Regions from separate parts of the Mus musculus genome. Here region 1 is linked to region 2. A link is a contact called in public Hi-C data. All regions are on one chromosome and are shown on one strand. The core of a region is the stretch at or near the end of the contact, and the rest is flanking DNA. Distances in the headings are between cores, read along the strand shown.

Evidence for each region. A called contact is a pair of places that touch in the nucleus more often than the background predicts.
Region 1: a Hi-C map of bone marrow-derived macrophages shows a contact between it and region 2, with 20 read pairs. The contact joins two enhancer-like sites. A contact is called at or near these places in 9 of 39 promoter capture datasets (the 3T3-L1 cell line, 3T3-L1-derived adipocytes, HPC-7-derived erythroid cells and 4 more), 5 of 484 Hi-C or Micro-C datasets (CD4 T cells, bone marrow-derived macrophages and regulatory T cells) and 6 of 115 datasets of contacts at active chromatin or transcription factors (craniofacial prominence, embryonic basal ganglia, embryonic hindbrain and 3 more).

Annotation. Positions count from the first base shown.
Region 1 is chr6:31,410,245-31,414,772 of GRCm38.p6, reverse strand. All of the region lies in intron 1 of Mkln1 (muskelin 1, intracellular mediator containing kelch motifs), which reads right to left. Among named protein-coding and RNA genes, the nearest start is that of Mkln1, 14 kb to the right of the region's middle. Within about 2 kb of position 2,057, at least 27 of the 459 cell types and tissues checked have an H3K27ac peak or open chromatin away from gene starts, as enhancers often do. A contact at or near this core is called in bone marrow-derived macrophages and regulatory T cells, where this site is marked.
Region 2 is chr6:31,167,306-31,171,766 of GRCm38.p6, reverse strand. All of the region lies in intron 1 of Lncpint (long non-protein coding RNA, Trp53 induced transcript), which reads left to right. Among named protein-coding and RNA genes, the nearest start is that of Lncpint, 49 kb to the left of the region's middle. Within about 2 kb of position 2,191, at least 41 of the 459 cell types and tissues checked have an H3K27ac peak or open chromatin away from gene starts, as enhancers often do. A contact at or near this core is called in bone marrow-derived macrophages and regulatory T cells, where this site is marked.

The sequences.
Region 1 (4,528 bases), core at 808-3,307, 240 kb before region 2:
AGAAGGGGAAATCATTAGGGACAGAGGGGCATTGATGAAATGTGTCAATTCCTCAAGAAGACACAACTCTTAATGTGACTGTACCAAACAAAAAAAAGTGTCAAAATACTTGAGGAAAAAATTGTCAGAATTGCAAGAAGCACTATTATAATTGCAGATTCCCAGCCTCTCACTTTGAGCAACTGACAGATTCAGGAGGCAGAAACTCAGAACACCAATGAGCTAAAAAGCACTATCAATCAACTGGATGTAACTGACATACACAGAACACTCACCAACAGCAAAGAGCATTCTCCTCAACTCACACAGGAGCACTCACTACCACAGGAAAACGTGTCAGTAACAGGAACAGCTCACAGACCTCAATGGGATTAAATTAGAATCATTCATACAAGACAGTTAGAAAAATCTTAAAATAGTTAGCATATACAACACAGTTCCATATAATACACAAATCAAGGAAGCCTCAGGGTAAACACAGAAATAAATCGAACTAGACTAATTTTTTTTTAAAAAGAACGAAACTTACGGAAACGGTGCAATACCATAAAAATAACACTTAGCAGACGTGTTAAATACGTACAAGGAAATTAGGAAAATTGTAAAATCAATCACCTAAGCTTCCACCCTAAGGAGCTAGGACAAAAAAAGAAATGTAACCATGAATATCACAATAAATAAAAAGTAAAGCAAAAATTACAGTAGAAATCAAACTAAAAATGAGAACTAGGAAAAAGAATGAAGCCAGAGATTGAGTCCTTAAAAACAAAACAAACAAACAAACAAAAAAAACGGCAAACCTCTAGCTAGGGTAAGCAAGAGGAAGGGAAAAACAAAACAAACAAACAAATGTAAAACAGAACTTACAGATCACCAAGCATGGCAGTTTGGGGTTTTGTGGGTTTAGCTGTCCTTTCTTGCTCAGAGTCAGGGTGCTGGACAACCTTGACAAGGAGGCAATAGTGGCCTGGCTGGCAGCAGCTAGGAAATAACAGGAGTTCCATTGCCACCAGCAGAGTGGCTTCCATTCCTGGCTTCAATGCCCAACCTATTTCCTAGGCCCCCAGTCCCTGCCACTTCTTTCCAGCAACAGTGGAAACAGGAAAATAAGCTCCAAGGAAGGGAGGGCTCATTAGGGAGAGTATGCTGTGAGAGTGTGTGTGTGTGTGTGTGAGAGAGAGAGAGAGAGAAAGAGAGAGAGAGAGAGAGAGAGAGAGAGAGTGTGTGTGTGTGTGTGTGTGTGTGTGTGTGTGTGTGTGTGTGTGTGTGTGCCCATGTGCGTGCGTGCGTGCATGCCTGCCTGCCTGCCTGCCTGTATGTATGTCTAAGAGTCTGCAGAGACCAAAGAGGATGTCAGATTCTCTGGAGCTGGAGTTACAGGCTCTGAGAATGTCAAACACTCTTTCTAACTATTGAGCCATCTCTCCAGCTCCCTGGTTTCTATTTTTTTAATTAACATATAACATTTATACTCACTTATGTGACCACATTACAAATCAAATTTCTGTGCAAATACAATGTATAATGGCCAAACCAGAGTACTCAGAACTCCCATCCCTCAAATATCAACTCCCTATGATTCTGGGAACTCAAATCTTCCTCTAGTTATTGTGAAATGTACAACTAATGGCTCTGGATTAGTTCCCCAACTTTGTAACATAAGAGAACTATAGCAATTGTATCTGCGTACTGCTTATCTTACCCTGTGACTGCTTTCCCTTCCTAGCTTCTACTAAGTGCTATTGTACATCTACTATTATGTGATTAATGTCTTTAGCTTCTGCAATATTTGTCTCTCTATACTTAATTTACTTTACTTAACATAATGCCCTGAAGTTTCAGTCATGCATCGGCAGGATTGCATCCTTGTTATGGTTAAACAGTATTCTTCCTAACCCCTGCTCTGTCACACACATATATTCATGGACACACATACACCACACATAAACACACACACACAATCTTTGAAAACAAAATCTGTGTGTATACATGCATGCCTGTATATATGAATGCCATTTGTGTGTATGCCTTGGAGGCCAGAAGAGGGCACAAAAGCCCTGAGTCTGGAGTTCTAGATGACTGTGAACCACCTGTCAATCAAACTCCAGTCCTATGCAAGAGCAGCAAATGTTCTTAACCACTGAGCCATGTCTGTTCCCACACAGTTTTTAAAATCCATTCATCTACTGATGGACATCTTGGCTGACTCTATAATTCTGGTTCCTGTGACTAGTGCTGCAATAAGCAGGGGTGTGGGTATCTCTTTGATGCAATGACTTTTATATACCCAGGAGTAGGGCTGCTGGGTCATAAAGGTTTTTGAGAGGCCTCTGTACTGTTTCTATAGCAGCTACACGTGTTCTTACTGACTGACTGACTGACTGACTGACTGACTGACTTTCTCATATCACTACCCACAATATACAATTATCCTTTCTCTAAATCCTAGGCAAGTTCCTACACAAAACTCACTAATCTATAAAAGCAAAAATCAGGCTACAGAAATAATTAAAATCTTGTTCTGGTAAGGACTCTGTTAAAAGGTAAAATGAGAAGATACAGCCTGGAAGAACCTATTTTATGTTCAAAAAATGATATCTAAAATAATACAAGTATTTACAATGATTAGGCTTTGAAAAAAAGCAAACAATTCAATTAGAAAACAGGCAAGGCATGAATAAGAACTCATTAAGCATATCCAAGGAGGCAGATAAGCATATGAAAACATGTGCAACACCAATAGCCATCACAAACATCCACCACCAGTCATCATTACTTGCCTATCAGAACAGCTAAAATTAAAACACAGTGATGGCTCAAAGGCTATTACCAACTCAGAGAAACTTCAGATGACAATGGCTCAATGGCTAATGACCTGAATTCAATCCCCAAGACCCACATATTAGGAGAGAACTAACTCTTACATGTTACACACACACACACACACACACACACACACACACACACACACAAGAGAAAATGGAATACCTGTACCCTAATGTGAGTGTAAAATGGTACAGCCATTTTAGGTGTATATTATAGTTTCTTAAGTATTTTTTGTGTGATTCAGTAACTAAACTCGCCGGGCAGTGGTGCCACATGCCTTTAGTCCCAGCACTGGGAGGTAGAGGCAGGTGGATCTCTACAAGTTTGAGGCCATAGGCTACATTGAAAAATCCTGTCTAGAAAACCCAAAAAACAAACCAAAAAACAACAACAACAAAATAAACAAAAAACCCAACAACAACAACAACATAAAACTAGACTCTTAAACACTGATTCAAGGGAAATAACATTTTATATGCAAATAAAAACCTACATACAAATGTTCAAAATTGCCTTACTTCTAATAATCCCAAACTGGAAGCAATCCAGATATCCTTCAATTGATAAAGACCAAACCATACTATACTTAAGGAACAGATAAACACATTAATTGCTTTTATTTGCTTCAACCAAAAACTAATAAAAATGGCTACTCAAATTAGAAGGAATAAAAGGGCTAAAGGACAGATACGAAGCTAAGCTGTACAGCTTAAACTCTGAAACCACAGGGGCTGGCAGATGGCTAAGATAAAAGTACATGTGGCTCTTGGAGAGGACCCAGGTTGGTTCCCAAGCCCCTACAAAGTGCCTCACAACCATGCATAACTTCAGCTCTAGGGGATCAGAGACCCTCTTCCCACCTCCACAGACAAGCAGCATGGTACACATACATACAGGCAGGCAAAACTTTTCATTTATTTTATATATTTATATGAAATTACATGAGTCTTCAGTGAAGCCTATAAGGAGACTAATCTCTAGCAGAGCGATTCTGAAGGCTTCAAATGATTTAGTCTTCGTGGTTATTCACGCCTTCATATGACCTATCTCTACTGTAGGATGGCCTAAACTTATTTCAAACAACAATACAAAGAAATGGCAATGTAGTGCCATTTCTAAGCCCTAGATACATAAAAGTGATTTAGCTCTTACTGATTCTCCCTAGCTAGCTCTGGCGAAGCAGAACATGACTGAAGTCCTGTAAGAGACTTGGAGCTGAAGACCCTTCTAAATCATGCCCAAACCCTTGATACTTAAGTATCATTTAATAAATGTATTGTTTTAAGCTGTAATTTGTGGCAGACTGTTACTGAGGCAACAGATAATTAACGTGGTGTGCCCTTCATTCATATTGAAATATTTAGGAGTGAAACAACTTAATTTAGGAAATATAAGAAGAGAAATAGGTAAGTGTAAATAGAGACTGGACATTTTGGAATGCAAATAGAAGGTCACTGTAGTACAAGGAAAAATTGACTCAGCTTATTGTCACCATGGAATTGATCATGTTTGAGCCTGCATAAGGATTCAAAGCACTCTGGGGACACAACCATGCATACATACTCCACACAAGCAAACAGAGTCACCACTGGGGAAAGCATGCCAACGACAGAAAATAGGCATTCCAATGCAGGTGACAGACTGGGAAACTCAGTGGTCAAAACTCAAACTGAAAAGTTGTCTCATATATATTCCTATACTA
Region 2 (4,461 bases), core at 942-3,441:
AATGTCACTCTAGTCACCTCAGTGCTGAACGTGGCTGCTGTGGCCTCCGTGTTCCTTTCATTGTAAATAACCTCTGCAAAGGTAATGCAGAGAATTTGCACGTATACTCCAGCCAGTCTCAAGGAACAAACATGGTAACATAACCGAACAAGCATGTCTCTTTATCCACACTCATGGGTAGTTCTCTAGTGTCCATTTCCTGTTCAGAATCTTCAGCCAGGGATGCCATATTACTCTTAGCCTCACGCCTCTCAAAAATTGCGTTTGGCCTTAACATAGTTGAGTATAGGTGTTTGAATTTTGTTTTTGCTTTGTTTTGTTGAGACGTGGTCTCACATAGTCCAGGCTGGCCTGGAACTTTCATGCAGCAAAGAGTGACCTTGAACTTCTAATCCTCTTGCCTCCACTTCCCAGGGGCTACATTTACAACATGCCCCACAATACCTGGTTTTATGCAGTGCTAGGTAGCCAGCCCAAGGCTTCATGCATTCCAGTTAAGTCCTCTACCAACTGAGCCACATCCATATTGCTACAGCATCAGTTTTGAGGATTGCCTTGTTTCTTTGTCTAGGGCAGCCTACAGAAGAAAGCATTTATTTAATTCTAGCATCACGTTTCAGAGGGCGAGTCCATGGCCATCACCATGGGAAGCATGGCAGCCGGCAGGCTGAGCGCTCATGGCCTGATCCAAAGTAGAAGGCAGACAGACAGCAGGACCTGGCATGGGTTCTTGAACCTTCAAGGGCCACTCCCAGTGACATGGCTCCTCCAACACCCTATTCCAACAGGTCATACATACCTCCTAATCTTCTCCAACTACTCTGTCAACTGGGACCAAGTATTCAAATATATGCTCCCATGGGGCCATTCTCAGTGGGACCCGAAGTCTATTGGGGAAGATAGTGTGTAGATTGTCTATCTGTGCCCGTTTTACTGAGTGTTGGATGTGGTGGGCTTGGAGGGAAGACCACAGAATGGAGGTCTTTCTTTGTCACCTCCCCATGAATGGTGTACATGCTGTCTGTCACCATCAGTGTCACTTGTCACTGGCTCAGTGTTTGATGGTTTTCTGTAAAAACTTGTTTTCTTTTCTCCCTCTACCCTTGGAAGCAAGTCACCAAGGATAGTAATCTCACCTGTAAAGTTATGTTAACTGTCTTTCCTATACATTCTTTACATGCTGTGTTTGAAATCATGCCAGCTTGGGGAGGGGTTGGTATCTGATTTCAGATATCTATAGTCTAGACTTAATGTTTAGAGCCTTAAGTGCAAGAATAAGTAAAAACACGTCTACATGCAGGAATGTTTGGAAGCAGTGTAGTTTTGCAGCCGCCTGAATTTGATTTATTAGTTTTACTTTAAAATCTCCACAATCTGCAAACTGTAGCAGCCGCTCTGCTCTGATCAGATGGCTGCACAGACTGCTCCCAATTCTTTTAGCATAAGAAAGCCTCACAATTTTCTCTTAGAATTCGGGGAATAATGTTTAGCATCATAGCATTTTATCCATACTGAAGTCTGTCTAGTAAACATAAAAATACATTGATTATAATTAATGGAAGTATTTTTGAGTATTGAAATGTTCCTAAGAGTCGTTGGGGCAGTTCACTGCTCCCTCCTCCGCCCACTTCTTCCACCTAAAAGAAGTCGGCTGTAGGAGTTCACGCTCCCTCTGCTGGCTCTCTTGTCTGTCTTTGTGTTTCAGGAAGGGGAGAGGTTCTTCCAGTTTTGTTTTACTAGTCTGCGACTCAGTCAAGTCAAATGGCCTTATTTATACTTAAGAAAAAATTAAGGTATTACTACTTTAGCATATAAACAGAATATTCCAGAAATGGTATCTTTGAAATGGTTCATGTATCTGTTTATAGGATGAATTTTGTGACTGCCAAAATGAGTTAATTTGTGGGACAACACTTGGAGCCATTCCGTGCCACCTACAGTTATAAACATTGGTCTGGGTGGACTTGCTAAGTCTTTTGTCAAGACTCTGGGACTTGATGTCTCCCCGTGTTTTCACTTGACTTTGAGACGGTTTCAGAATCTTGCACTGAGGGTAAAGGCTTAAAAATACGTCTGAGAAGTCTCCTGCTCACTTCATGCCACTTGGAAGGACAACTAAAATCAAGAGTCGTGTTTCCAGTCAGGCGCAGGGGAAATCCTTTCCTTGACTTTCAGTTCCACTCTCAGTAGTGAACCGATTCCTTCCGTTCATGTGGGGATTCCCATGCTGACAGCCAGGGGCCTTATCACATATGTGCAGCACACAGGGGAGTGCCGCCTTTGTTATTTCTTAACTGAGTGAAGTCTGCCCTGAGAACTATTGCCGTTTTAATATTACTCATTCTTCGTATGGACCTGTAAAGTCTGAACATCAAAAAGTTAAATATAGAAAATTGTTATCAAGTAGGTTAAAGGCCATTTAAATATAAGGCTTTTGGATCTGTATTGTACATAACATGTATATTACACCACAAATATATAAAACTTTCTTAAATTTTAGGTAGCAGGTAAAAAACATACAAGAACAGAACTTTGAATGCAGTTTGCGCCTGTCTTTTGTTTGCTTCACTGTGCTTTCTTCGATTAGATGTAGACCACCAGGGGATAGGACATGGCTTTTCTATTCTGAGTGTAAGAGTGTTTTTTCAGCGTGTATATATGTGCACCACATGTGTACCTGTTGCCTGAGGAGGTAAGACAGAGGGTCTCAAGTATCTCGAGTTACAGATGGTTGTGAACCACCATGTGGGTGCTGGGAACTGAACCAGGGTCCTCTGTAAGACCAAGGGCTGCTAAATGCTGAGCTGTCTTCAGCCCTAGGATGTGTTTTTATGGCTTGGTTTGTTTGAGTCATTTGGAGGAAAATCTACTGATAAGACAAGCTGCAGTCTAGCTAACAGTCTTACAAGGTAGAGGACTCTGAAATTAGCCACATGAAAGTTTAAAAGCACGTGGAACACTTTTGCTATTTCTTAAGTTTGTGGAAGAGAGAACTGTGGCTTCTAAGTGTCCCTTCACTTTGCTCAGTCACCCTAGTTAATGTCCCTAGGAACCATCCCCTAACACACAGGAGCCTGCCCTCTGTTGTACTATGCTAGCGTGTTTGCACAGAGCAGGGAGTGAAAAGTCCTCTTAACTGAGAAGGATGCCGGAGTCCACTGCTGAGAAGCCATACCCTGTCCTTTGCAGCCTTGCCCTCCAGCCTCATCTCTAGTCTCTCACAGAGACTTGCTCTTTCTGAGGGAATTCCTAGAGGTTGAAGCCATCAGGTGGCTCACAGTGCTTGTAATCCTAAATCCAGAAGATAAAAGCCTTGTGGCCTCTGTGGGTACTTGTAGTGATATGTATATACTCTCTCTCACACATAATTCAAAATAATGAAAATAATCATTTTTAAAGAAGATCTGTTCTTAGAAAGGACTTAACAGAAAGAATGGTCTACCCAGTCATTGCTGAAAAGATGTGTGGTCACATATCTTTTACTTCAGTCAGCCATAGTTGCACATACCTTTAAACCCAGCAACTGGGAGGCAGAGGCAGGGAGGTCTCTTGAGTTTGAGGCCAGCCTGGTCCACAGAGTGGGTTCCAGTACAGCCAGAGCTACATGGTGAGACCCAGTCTCTAAATAAATAAATAAATAAATAAATAAATAATCAGTCTTTCACTTTGATAGTTGAAAGTCAGCTGAGAGAATGGCAGGCTATCCCTAGAAAATATACAGATCTCCTTCCAGTGTGTTAGAAAGTTGGGTTAGGATCAGCACCCCGTGGCAGCTGTCGCTCCTCTCACCAGGGTTTTGAGTGGCACAGCTGTAGCTTTGTTCTGTTGGGTAAAACTTGGGACACTCACTCTCACGGTCAGTAGGCCATGGTGGGGCAGTGTTCATTCTTCTAGGGCTCAGGGGTAATGCCTACTGAAGCAGGTGCTAAACCAGGCTGAAGGGATGCACATTAACCTTAGAGCCACTAGGGAGCCATAGTGGGACCTGGAGAGGAAGGCGGTCGCTGCTGTAAGTCTGGAATGGAGTGTGGAGCAATGGAGTCCGTAGTTATTACAGGGGCAGCTTAGAGAAGAGAGGGAGAGGTGGCTCCAGCCTGCAGTTAACAGTCCCTCCTTTCCTCTTCCCTGCTCCTTCTTACCCTCTCCAGGAGCAGCCCTGGGGTAGCTGCACAGCGGTTTTAATTACTTGTTAATTAACTAAATTATTAATTGTTTGGTTTGGGTAAATGATTGTTGGAGGTTTGAGGACAGTCAGAATTGACATCATGAGCTCAGGGAACACAGAGACAGTGTTGACAGGCTGCTCTACCCCTGCCTCCTCAGGCACTCATTAGGATTACGGTAAAAATTTTCTAATCAGCTGGCCATACTGTTGAGTCTGCCCTTAGTGCCTCTGACAAGTTTGTTGGTGTAATGATTCTCCCTTTCTTCAAAGGCCAGTGGGCCAGATGTCTATAGCCT